Regions from separate parts of the Sus scrofa genome. Here regions 2 and 3 are each linked to region 1. The links are chromatin contacts, called in public HiChIP or PLAC-seq maps. All regions are on one chromosome and are shown on one strand. The core of a region is the stretch at or near the end of the contact, and the rest is flanking DNA. Distances in the headings are between cores, read along the strand shown. Region 1 holds the start of COQ10A (coenzyme Q-binding protein COQ10 homolog A, mitochondrial). Region 2 holds the start of SMARCC2 (SWI/SNF complex subunit SMARCC2). Region 3 overlaps MIP (lens fiber major intrinsic protein).

Region 1 (2,700 bases), core at 59-2,558:
AAGATATCTCTGTTCCATACAACAATTAGACCCCAAAGTAACAGTCTTTGTTTTTCTTTTGGCAGTTACCCCCAGCAGGTGTTCTTATGCCAGCAGGTGGAACACGTGCCTTAGCAGAGACCCAAGCTGTTGTAGTGACAATGGCTGTATCCTTAACCTCTTGAGCCACAAGAGAACTCCTTTTCTGGGGGGAGGGGGCATCTGCAGCATATGGGAGTTCACAGGCTAGGGGTCGAGTCAGAGCTGCAGCTGCCAGCCACAGCCACAGCAACACAGGATCCAAGCCATCTCTTGGACCTACAACCACAGCTCATGGCAACGCTGGATCCTTAACCCACTTAGCAAGGCCAGGGATCAAATCCTCATCCTCATGGATGCTAGCTGTATCCCCTCACCCTCACAACACTACTCAGCTAAAGATTTCCTGAATGTGGAGGGCATGGCTAAAGATTTATGCTCTGGAGTTCCCATTGTGGCGCAGTGGTTGATGAATCCGACTAGGAACCATGAGGTTGCGGGTTCAATCCCTGCCCTTGCTCAGTGGGTTAACGATCCGGTGTTGCCGTGAGCTGTGGCGTAGGTCGCAGACGCGGCTGGGATCCTGCCCTGCTGTGGCTCTGGCTTAGGCTGGCGGCCACAGCTCCGATTGGACCCCTAGCCTGGGAACCTCCATATGCCGCAGGAGCGGCCCAAGAAATGGCAAAAAGACACACACACACACAAAAAAAAGATTTATGCTCTAAAGACTAAAGCAGAGAGGCTTGAATTGCACTGCAATAGCATAAACATCTTTTTCTTTCTTTTTCTTTTCTTTTTTTTTTTTTTTTTGGCTGTACCTACAGTTCTCCGGCCAGAGATCGAACCCTGCCACCTGAGCTGCAGTGACAATGCTGAATCCTTAACCCACTGAGATACAAGAGAACTCCCTCTATAAATATCAAAAGAGAAAACTACGCAAACTCTTATCCCAGAGCTTGGAAGGTTAATTTAATTTTCTTTCTCAAAGATACTAGGCACTATGGAGGCTACAAAGATCAAAGGAACTTCTAACTATAAACAAGGCAAAATATGGTAAAGGTTCTAAGAAAAACATTCAGAAGACCCACGGGCTTCTGCAGTCGACAGGCCCATGAAGTCGCCTCTGTGCTTATGTATCAAGTCTGTGACTACGGACTCGCTAAATTAGTTTCCCTGGCGACCTCGTTCTGCATCCTTTCAAACACTAACTCCAGCTCCCTTTTCTCGCCAGAGGTGCGAAACTACATCTCCCGACAGGCCGCGTGGTCCCCTTCCTTCCCCCCTCTCCGGGTCCTGAGCCATGGCAACAGCGTGACGTGGGGGTACTGAGAGCCGCGGGAGCAGCGGTCGCGGCTTCAGTTCTAGGCTACCCAGTCGCCCGGGCGGGAGGAGCCGCCGGCCCGGCCCTCGGGGGCCCTGAACTCGCCCAGCGATCGCTTCCCTCCGCTCTTCCTCTGGAGTGAGGAAGGCGCAGCGGGTATCAGAGCCAAAAGGGCAAGGGAGGGTCGCGCGCATGGCCTCGGCGGGCGCGCGGCGGCTCCCGGCGGGTACGCGCGCCGCTGCCCGGGGTTGCGGTGGCTTCTCTGTGCGCCCGGCCCCGCCCCCGGGCCCTCTGCGACCGCCAGGACCAATGAGGTGAGACGGTGGTGCGGGAGGCAGCGCGCGAGCAAAGAGGGTCTTCCAGTACCCCGAAGTTCCGTGATGGAGGGTTGCGAGTCTGGCTGCAAGCGCAGCGTGGACGGCAGCGGCACCGTGGCATCTAATGCAGAGCTTTGGGGACTCTTTTGCGAGTTTTTCGCGAGGCGGAGTCCCCAGGGTGGGTACCGAACCACTTCTTGCCCCTCATGGGCATCCTGCACCAATGCGGTTGGCGAGGCTCAGCGGACTATGATGTTTCTTTAGAGCCCTCGCATTCAGCAACAGCGTACCCTCCAGTCTAAGGCAACTGGAGCTTCGCACGCACCCCGCTTTTTCCCATCTCCTCTCTGGGCACTGTCCTCAGCCGCCCTCGACCTTTTCGCACTCGTGACTGCCTGGCTGGGGAGCTTGGCGGGCTGCAGCAGGTGCTAGGGGGAAAGCTTGTCTGGACGACCTTCCTCGGGGATATGCCCCTCTTCACTTTCACCTGGTTGAGGAACACAAGGAAAGATTCGTGACGTTTCTCTCTCCTTTCCTTTTGGCCTTAGATTTCTGATGTCCTGCAGCCTCTTCTTGCCCCGGGCTGTCCAGGTCTTGGCGGCTGAGGCTGACTTATCTCCCAGACGTTCCTTTATGGGCTTTGCTGCCCCCTTCACCAACAAGCGAAAGGCTTACTCCGAGCGTAGGATCATGGGGTGAGCATCCTCTCCTGTTTAGCTTCTCTGCACATTCCCTTTCCCTCTAAACAAAAAACTATGTCCTGGCTAGAACATAAGGATGGCGATAGGGGGCAGGATTCATCCCTGGCCATCCCATTCTCCCCAGCTATATTACCGATCCTTTATCCTCCTCTGTCGGCCTTAATTTCCCCCTTCTTTGTTGCTGTGCATTAAGTGAAATGTGACTAGAGTTGGACAACATGACAACAGGGTATTATTTCTCTGCTGACCTGACTTTATTATTCTGAGCACAATATGAGCTAACACTTTTTTTTAGGGCCGCACCCACGGCGTATGGAAGTTCCCAGGCTAGGGGTCGAATTGG
Region 2 (2,700 bases), core at 182-2,681, 78 kb before region 1:
GGTCACCGGCTGTCAATCCCCCCAGGGTCAGAGCCTAAGCCCCTAGACTGATCTCGCTTCCAAAAGATCAAAGGTAAGAAGCCTGGGAACAAGAGTCTCACACTGGGGTACAGAAAAGCCACACACCCAGCAGCTGTTTGTCAGGATCCTGACACCTGAGAGGAGAGACCTTCCAGAACAGGGCCAGGCTCCTGACCAGGATCAGAGGGGCATTCTCCTAAACCGCCCATCATGCTTCTGACAGGCTGCAAAGCTGAGCAGGAAGAACTGGGGAGCTGAAGGAAAGTCAGAAAGAGAACCCCTAACTGGGGGTAGTGAGAGGAAGAGAGAGGCAGACGGTTTCCAGAGAAAAACCCTATGTAGCAATGTTCCTTTCAACCAGGCCTAAAGACAAAGACACCACCAGGAACAGGTTTGGTAGAAGACAGGTAAGGCTTCTTGAACCCTTTGTTCACTACCTTATTATGTCCTGTTATGGCGTGGGGGGCTACAAACATAAAGTGTATCCTGGTCCTGAACCCCAAACCCAAGGCAAGGCACGGCCAGGTGGTGGGGTGAGTTCATTGTGACCCTGAAAATGGTTTTAGAAGGGGTAGCTGCCTGGAACTCCTACACTCTGCCTTCCAAAGAGGTTCTGTTGGAGCGGTAGAGACAGGTGATCTCGGGGTGGGGGCCTTTCTCAGGCTGATGAGCAGTCAAGGGCCTGCTCTGTGGCTGTTTACCCTTCTGCTTTCATCATCTCTCTCTGAACATACACAAAGCACAGGAGAGGCCTCAAACCTGCTGGTACCTGGCTCCGTGGGGAGCTCTGGCGGGCACCGTGGCGGGCACGTTGTAAGGGCGGGGGGTAGGGGGGGTGCCCATTCGGCACCGGGTCCACCCTGGCCGTCTCTCCCGGAAAAGCCCGGAAGGCGATGGCTTGGATGGGTGGGCAGCTGGCACCGGGACCCGCCGGGGCAACGGAGAAAAACAAGGGGCAGAGGGCGCAGCCGTGGGGGCGGGGGTTGGAATCAGCGGCTGGGGGGGGCAGTAAAAGAGGTTGGGGGAGGGGCGCGGGGCGGCGGAAGGCGCGCAGGGGCTGCTACGGCCGCCGCGGGGGAGGGGCCGCGGGCCGCGGGAGGGTGGGCAGGATCCGGGGGGCCGCGGGGCCGCGGTCCCTTTGTCCCGCCCCCAGCCCCCGCGCGGCCCTGCTCACGTACCTTCTTGTAGTTCTTGCCAAGCCAGAGCCGCACGTTGTCGAACTGGGTCACGGTGTCCGCGGCCTCGTAGTACTTCACGTTGGGGCCGCCGTCCTTCTTCCGCACCGCCATCTTCTCGGGCTCGGGCCCCGCCGCCGCCGCCGCCGCCGCCGCCGCCGAGGCCGCCCGCCCCGCTCAGCTCAGCTCCCGCCTCCTCCGCCTCCTCCTCCGCCCGCCTCCCGCCGCCTCCCGCCGCCGCGGCCGCCGCCTCCCGCCGCCTAGGCCGGCCCCGGCTCGCGCAGCGCCCCCTGCCGGCCGTCAGGGCGCGGCGGCGGCGGCGGCGGAGCCCCGGGAGCGGGGCGGACCCTGGCGGCCTCCCCGGCGGCGGCGGCGGCGGAGGCCAGAGCTTTGGGGAGGAGGCTGCTTCCTGGAGGGGGCGCACACTCCCCTGAGATCCCTTTTTAACTGAAGCCTTTTCTTGCTTCTCAGCCGGGGGAGCGGGGTACACTCTGTACCACGCCAAAGCGTTGCCCCTGCCTAAGGAGCCCCCAGCCCATGACTGCGACTGCTTTCGTAGCTATTAAACCGACAGAGTTCCTAATTCCAAGGAACCCCAGGTCTTTTTCCCCAAAAAGATCCTTCCTTTCATCCATCCCCAAGAGACTCCCGTTTAAACTCTCCGGAGCCTCCATCGCTCCTAACTCCTTGTCCCAGGTACCCCTCTCACCCCATAACCCGAAGAATCCCGGAGCCGCTACCGTGGGACCCAGCCCCTTTCCCCCAACCGCTTCCTCTGCAGGCCTCGCCATCGCCTCCTAAATAGCTTGGCGCTCCTTAAGACCCTCGTCTTCGCTGGGTGGGAGCCCCTCCCTCCTAGGGTCACCCGGTCCGCTTGACTCTTCCTTTGAGCCGCATGGAGGAAGCGGTAAGGAGCGGGGTGGGAGGAGGTCATTGGGTTGTGTATTAGGCCTGGCCCAGCTTCTCGCTGTCACACGCCCTTCCTGGTCGCTATGCGGACCCCTTCTGTAAGCGCGCGGCGAAGAACAGCTTCGTGAGTCACGGTGGCCGAGTGGTTAAGGCGTTGGACTCGAAATCCAATGGGGTTTCCCCGCACAGGTTCGAATCCTGTTCGTGACGGTCACTTTTTTTCCCCTTTATACGGAGACTCTAGTCTTGCCACCTGCCCTTCAAGCACTTCGTGTCTCGGAAACAGGGGCCAGAAGGTCCCAATCCTGGATTTGTGTGGGATGAGGGTAATCATGAGAAGCGTGATTATGCACAACCAACTCTGTTAGCTGCGAGGATGCAAGGCACTTTCAGAGTTCCGTAACTTCAGGTTTGCAAGCAGAGTTTTGGCATACGTTGTTTCATTCTTTAGGGAGGGCAGAGCAAAGGATTTGGTTGAAGAAGAGTTAAGTTTTGTTGGGAATGTCAGTGCTTGTGCTAGTATAGTCAAAACTAGAATTCCCAGGTAAAGAGGGCACCTCTGGAGTTCATGAACAGATGTCCCATCTTGTAGATC
Region 3 (2,722 bases), core at 180-2,679, 120 kb after region 1:
AGGAAGCCAGGGCAGACTTTGTCATCCCGTAACTGCAGAGGACTCATTTACATGCGTTCTTCCTCCCAGTTCCAGTTCCTAACAGAACTCTGTTCTATTCATTTCTCTCCACCCGTGAGCACAGTGCACACACAGTTCATGGTGGGAGCTCAGTAACCTTTTGGCTGTATAAGTGCCACTGATAATAGAGAGGTAAAATACATCAGGGACACAAAGAAAAAAGTGATTACTTTGGCCTAGGATGTCTGGAAATAGAGGTTTTCAGAGGTACAATTCAGCTCAATCCTGAAAATGAAGTTCATTTGGCAGAAGGAGCAGCAGGAGCAGCAGGAGCATAGGTACTGAGGCATGAAAGAGCACAATTTTCTGAGGGCTGTGAGTATAAAGGGCATGAGACAGGAAAACATAGAAAAAAAAATGAGCTGAGAGGATCAGGGCCAGACTGCCAAAGACCCTGGACACCCACTAAGGATTTAAACCTGACTGTGGGTGGCCAGAGAGGAGTTTTAAATTTAATTTGAAATGTCCAGATTGACTTTTATAAAGGTAATTATGTAATGGCAGCACAAGGGCCGAGTAAAGAACTGAGTGGCTTCAGGGATGGAACTTAATGGCTGATGGGCCAGCGAGGGAAAGGAGGGAAGGGAATGAGAAATTCATTTCATAAAAACTCAAGATTTAAGTCAAGCGACCAGTGAATTCTGGCTCCAAGCTGCCCACCTGGCTTTTTTTCCAGGTCTTAACTGGACAAGGAGTTCCAAAGTGGAAATGCCCGGGAAGCTCCTGTCTTACTTCAGGGGTTCCAAGCCCCTTCGCATCACAGCCCCACCCCGCGTGAGGGCAAAGCAGTGCTGAGTGGCACGAGGAGAATAAGGGGCCATCCCAGGTAAGTTGGAAACAGTGCTGCACCTACCTAGAACGCCGGGTGGGGAATTGCGCGTGCGCACCTAAAGCGCGCGTCCCGCCCCCTGCTTTTAAACTGGGTGGCAAGAAAGGGAACTCCGCTCCTCCCAGGAGTGCCCCCACGGCTCGAAGGGACGCAAGCTGCTTAGAGCCCTCTCGCCCACACCGTCACTCACCCGCTCCCCGCCGGTCTTCAAGATCCCCGCGGAACCAGAGCCCCTCACGCGCAGGGCAGTACGTTTCCCGCCACCCGGGAGCGCCAGACCAGCCCCCCGCCTACGTAGGGAGGGGGCGGGGCGAACAGGACTGGTCCATGTGACCCCGAGCGGGCGGGGGGGGTGAATGTTGGTGATGAATTAAGAAAAAGGGAAGCGAGTACAAGTAATGTTTTATCTGAGTCGGTCCCTTAAATTGAGCCAAAACTCACAGCGCAGTGGATTTCCTGCTGAATGAAAATAATTGGGATCTAAGTCCGAGGAGAGGTGAATGTGCAGACATTCTTCCCCTTCTCCTAGTCAAGTGGATTATTCCAAAGTCTTACCCACGATTAGTTAGAAAAGGTAGGCTTTATTTGTGAGGAATTGGAGAGTTGAGCTAGGCGGGAAAGTGGTCTTTTGCTGGGCTGGGGTGTCTGTCTTACTACAGGTATAGGTTTAAAGCTTGCGAAGCATGCAGGAGGCTTCAAAATGGAAGAGGTTAACATAAGTACTCATCATTAGGATCATTAGGTCAGGGTCTCCTCTGGCCCCTGTTGAGATGAGTATTTTCCCATCAACAGAAGATAGGGATCAAACGGTGTCTCTTGAATTATTAAGAGTTGGATAGAAAGAATCAATTTCTGGGACATGTGTAGAGTTAGAAGAGATTTGCTGAAGATGAGAAGGACAGATGAGAGAAAAGTGAAAGGACAAACACAGAAAAGGAAAATAAAGACGACTTTAGAACTGGTGATAAAAGCGGAAAGATGCCATTTGAAGAGTGTTTTGGTCTGCTGTAAATTAAAACTCTTGAGGGTCAAATTCTCTCCCACCACTTCCCCCTACCTCTGCCTTTGCTCCAGGCATCAGATTTCCTGTTTTGGCCTAAGGGAGCTCTTCTGGGCTTAAATATCATCTGCCTGGAGGCCACACAGGGAGGATAGCTACTTAATTTTTCCAGATTCTAGGTTCACCCACCCTTTATTCAGCTGGGGAGCTCAATGGCCCAGGGCCTCCAAGAGATCCATCCTGCCAGAATGAAAACAAAACCCAGCCAAGTGGTGTAGACAGGTTGATGTGGATTTACAGAACAATTCAAACTCCAGTGTTCGCTTTTCTCAGAGCTACTTCCCCACCCAAGTCCCTGGGGCAAGCATCCCTGAGATAAGTAAGCTACACTCTCCTGTTAACTTCTCCAAAACTTTTTGGTACAACTGCATCCTGATCTGGGGTGGACACCTCCATTTCCTCTCCAACTTTCAGCTGCTTCTCCCAACCCTTGGAATGCCTCAGTCTCCTGCACTTCTCTCTCCACCTGCCTCCTCTAAGGAGTAACTAACTGCTTCCCTGCTCCCTCAGAAACCCAGAGCCATACACTTGACTGGCACTATGGTAAAGGCCGTAAGGTCTTGGTGTCCTGTACTTACCACACCAGGTTGGGAGAGGAAGGTGTAGGATGACACCTCTTTTCCCTTCCCTACCTCTCACGCCATGCCCCCAAACTCAGACATAGCCATGTTCACTCACAGTCATACAAACAACCATGCACGCACAGCGGCGAAGAGAGGTGGGATGGGGAGGAAGGGAAGTTTGCACCAACCAGCTCATGAATGCAACTTGAA

Evidence for each region. HiChIP or PLAC-seq counts read pairs in DNA pulled down with a chosen protein or histone mark.
Region 2: an H3K27ac HiChIP or PLAC-seq map of skeletal muscle shows a contact between it and region 1. The contact joins the promoter of SMARCC2 here to the promoter of COQ10A in region 1. A contact is called at or near these places in 1 of 5 promoter capture datasets (liver), 6 of 47 Hi-C or Micro-C datasets (embryonic fibroblasts, epiblast stem cells, heart right ventricle and 3 more) and 2 of 2 datasets of contacts at active chromatin or transcription factors (alveolar macrophages and skeletal muscle).
Region 3: a contact with region 1 is called in an H3K27ac HiChIP or PLAC-seq map of alveolar macrophages. The contact joins the enhancer-like site here to the promoter of COQ10A in region 1. A contact is called at or near these places in 5 of 47 Hi-C or Micro-C datasets (alveolar macrophages, embryonic fibroblasts, heart right ventricle and 2 more) and 1 of 2 datasets of contacts at active chromatin or transcription factors (alveolar macrophages).

The regions. Positions count from the first base shown.
Region 1 is chr5:21,663,944-21,666,643 of Sscrofa11.1, forward strand. It overlaps COQ10A (coenzyme Q-binding protein COQ10 homolog A, mitochondrial), which reads left to right and starts at 1,309. Exons shown (of 5, transcript XM_003126267.4): 1 at 1,309-1,653; 2 at 2,205-2,351. The coding sequence starts at 1,532.
Region 2 is chr5:21,585,346-21,588,045 of Sscrofa11.1, forward strand. SMARCC2 (SWI/SNF complex subunit SMARCC2) reads right to left here and starts at 1,432. Exons shown (of 29, transcript XM_001929168.6): 1 at 1,200-1,432. The coding sequence starts at 1,310. It overlaps TRNAS-CGA (a tRNA gene), which reads left to right and starts at 2,234; the gene lies at 2,234-2,315.
Region 3 is chr5:21,786,367-21,789,088 of Sscrofa11.1, forward strand. It overlaps MIP (lens fiber major intrinsic protein), which reads right to left. Exons shown (of 6, transcript XM_021092895.1): 6 at 2,674-2,722. Among named protein-coding and RNA genes, the nearest start is that of SPRYD4, 17 kb to the right of the region's middle. Within about 2 kb of position 1,430, at least 62 of the 83 cell types and tissues checked have an H3K27ac peak or open chromatin away from gene starts, as enhancers often do. A contact at or near this core is called in alveolar macrophages, omental adipose tissue and subcutaneous adipose tissue, where this site is marked.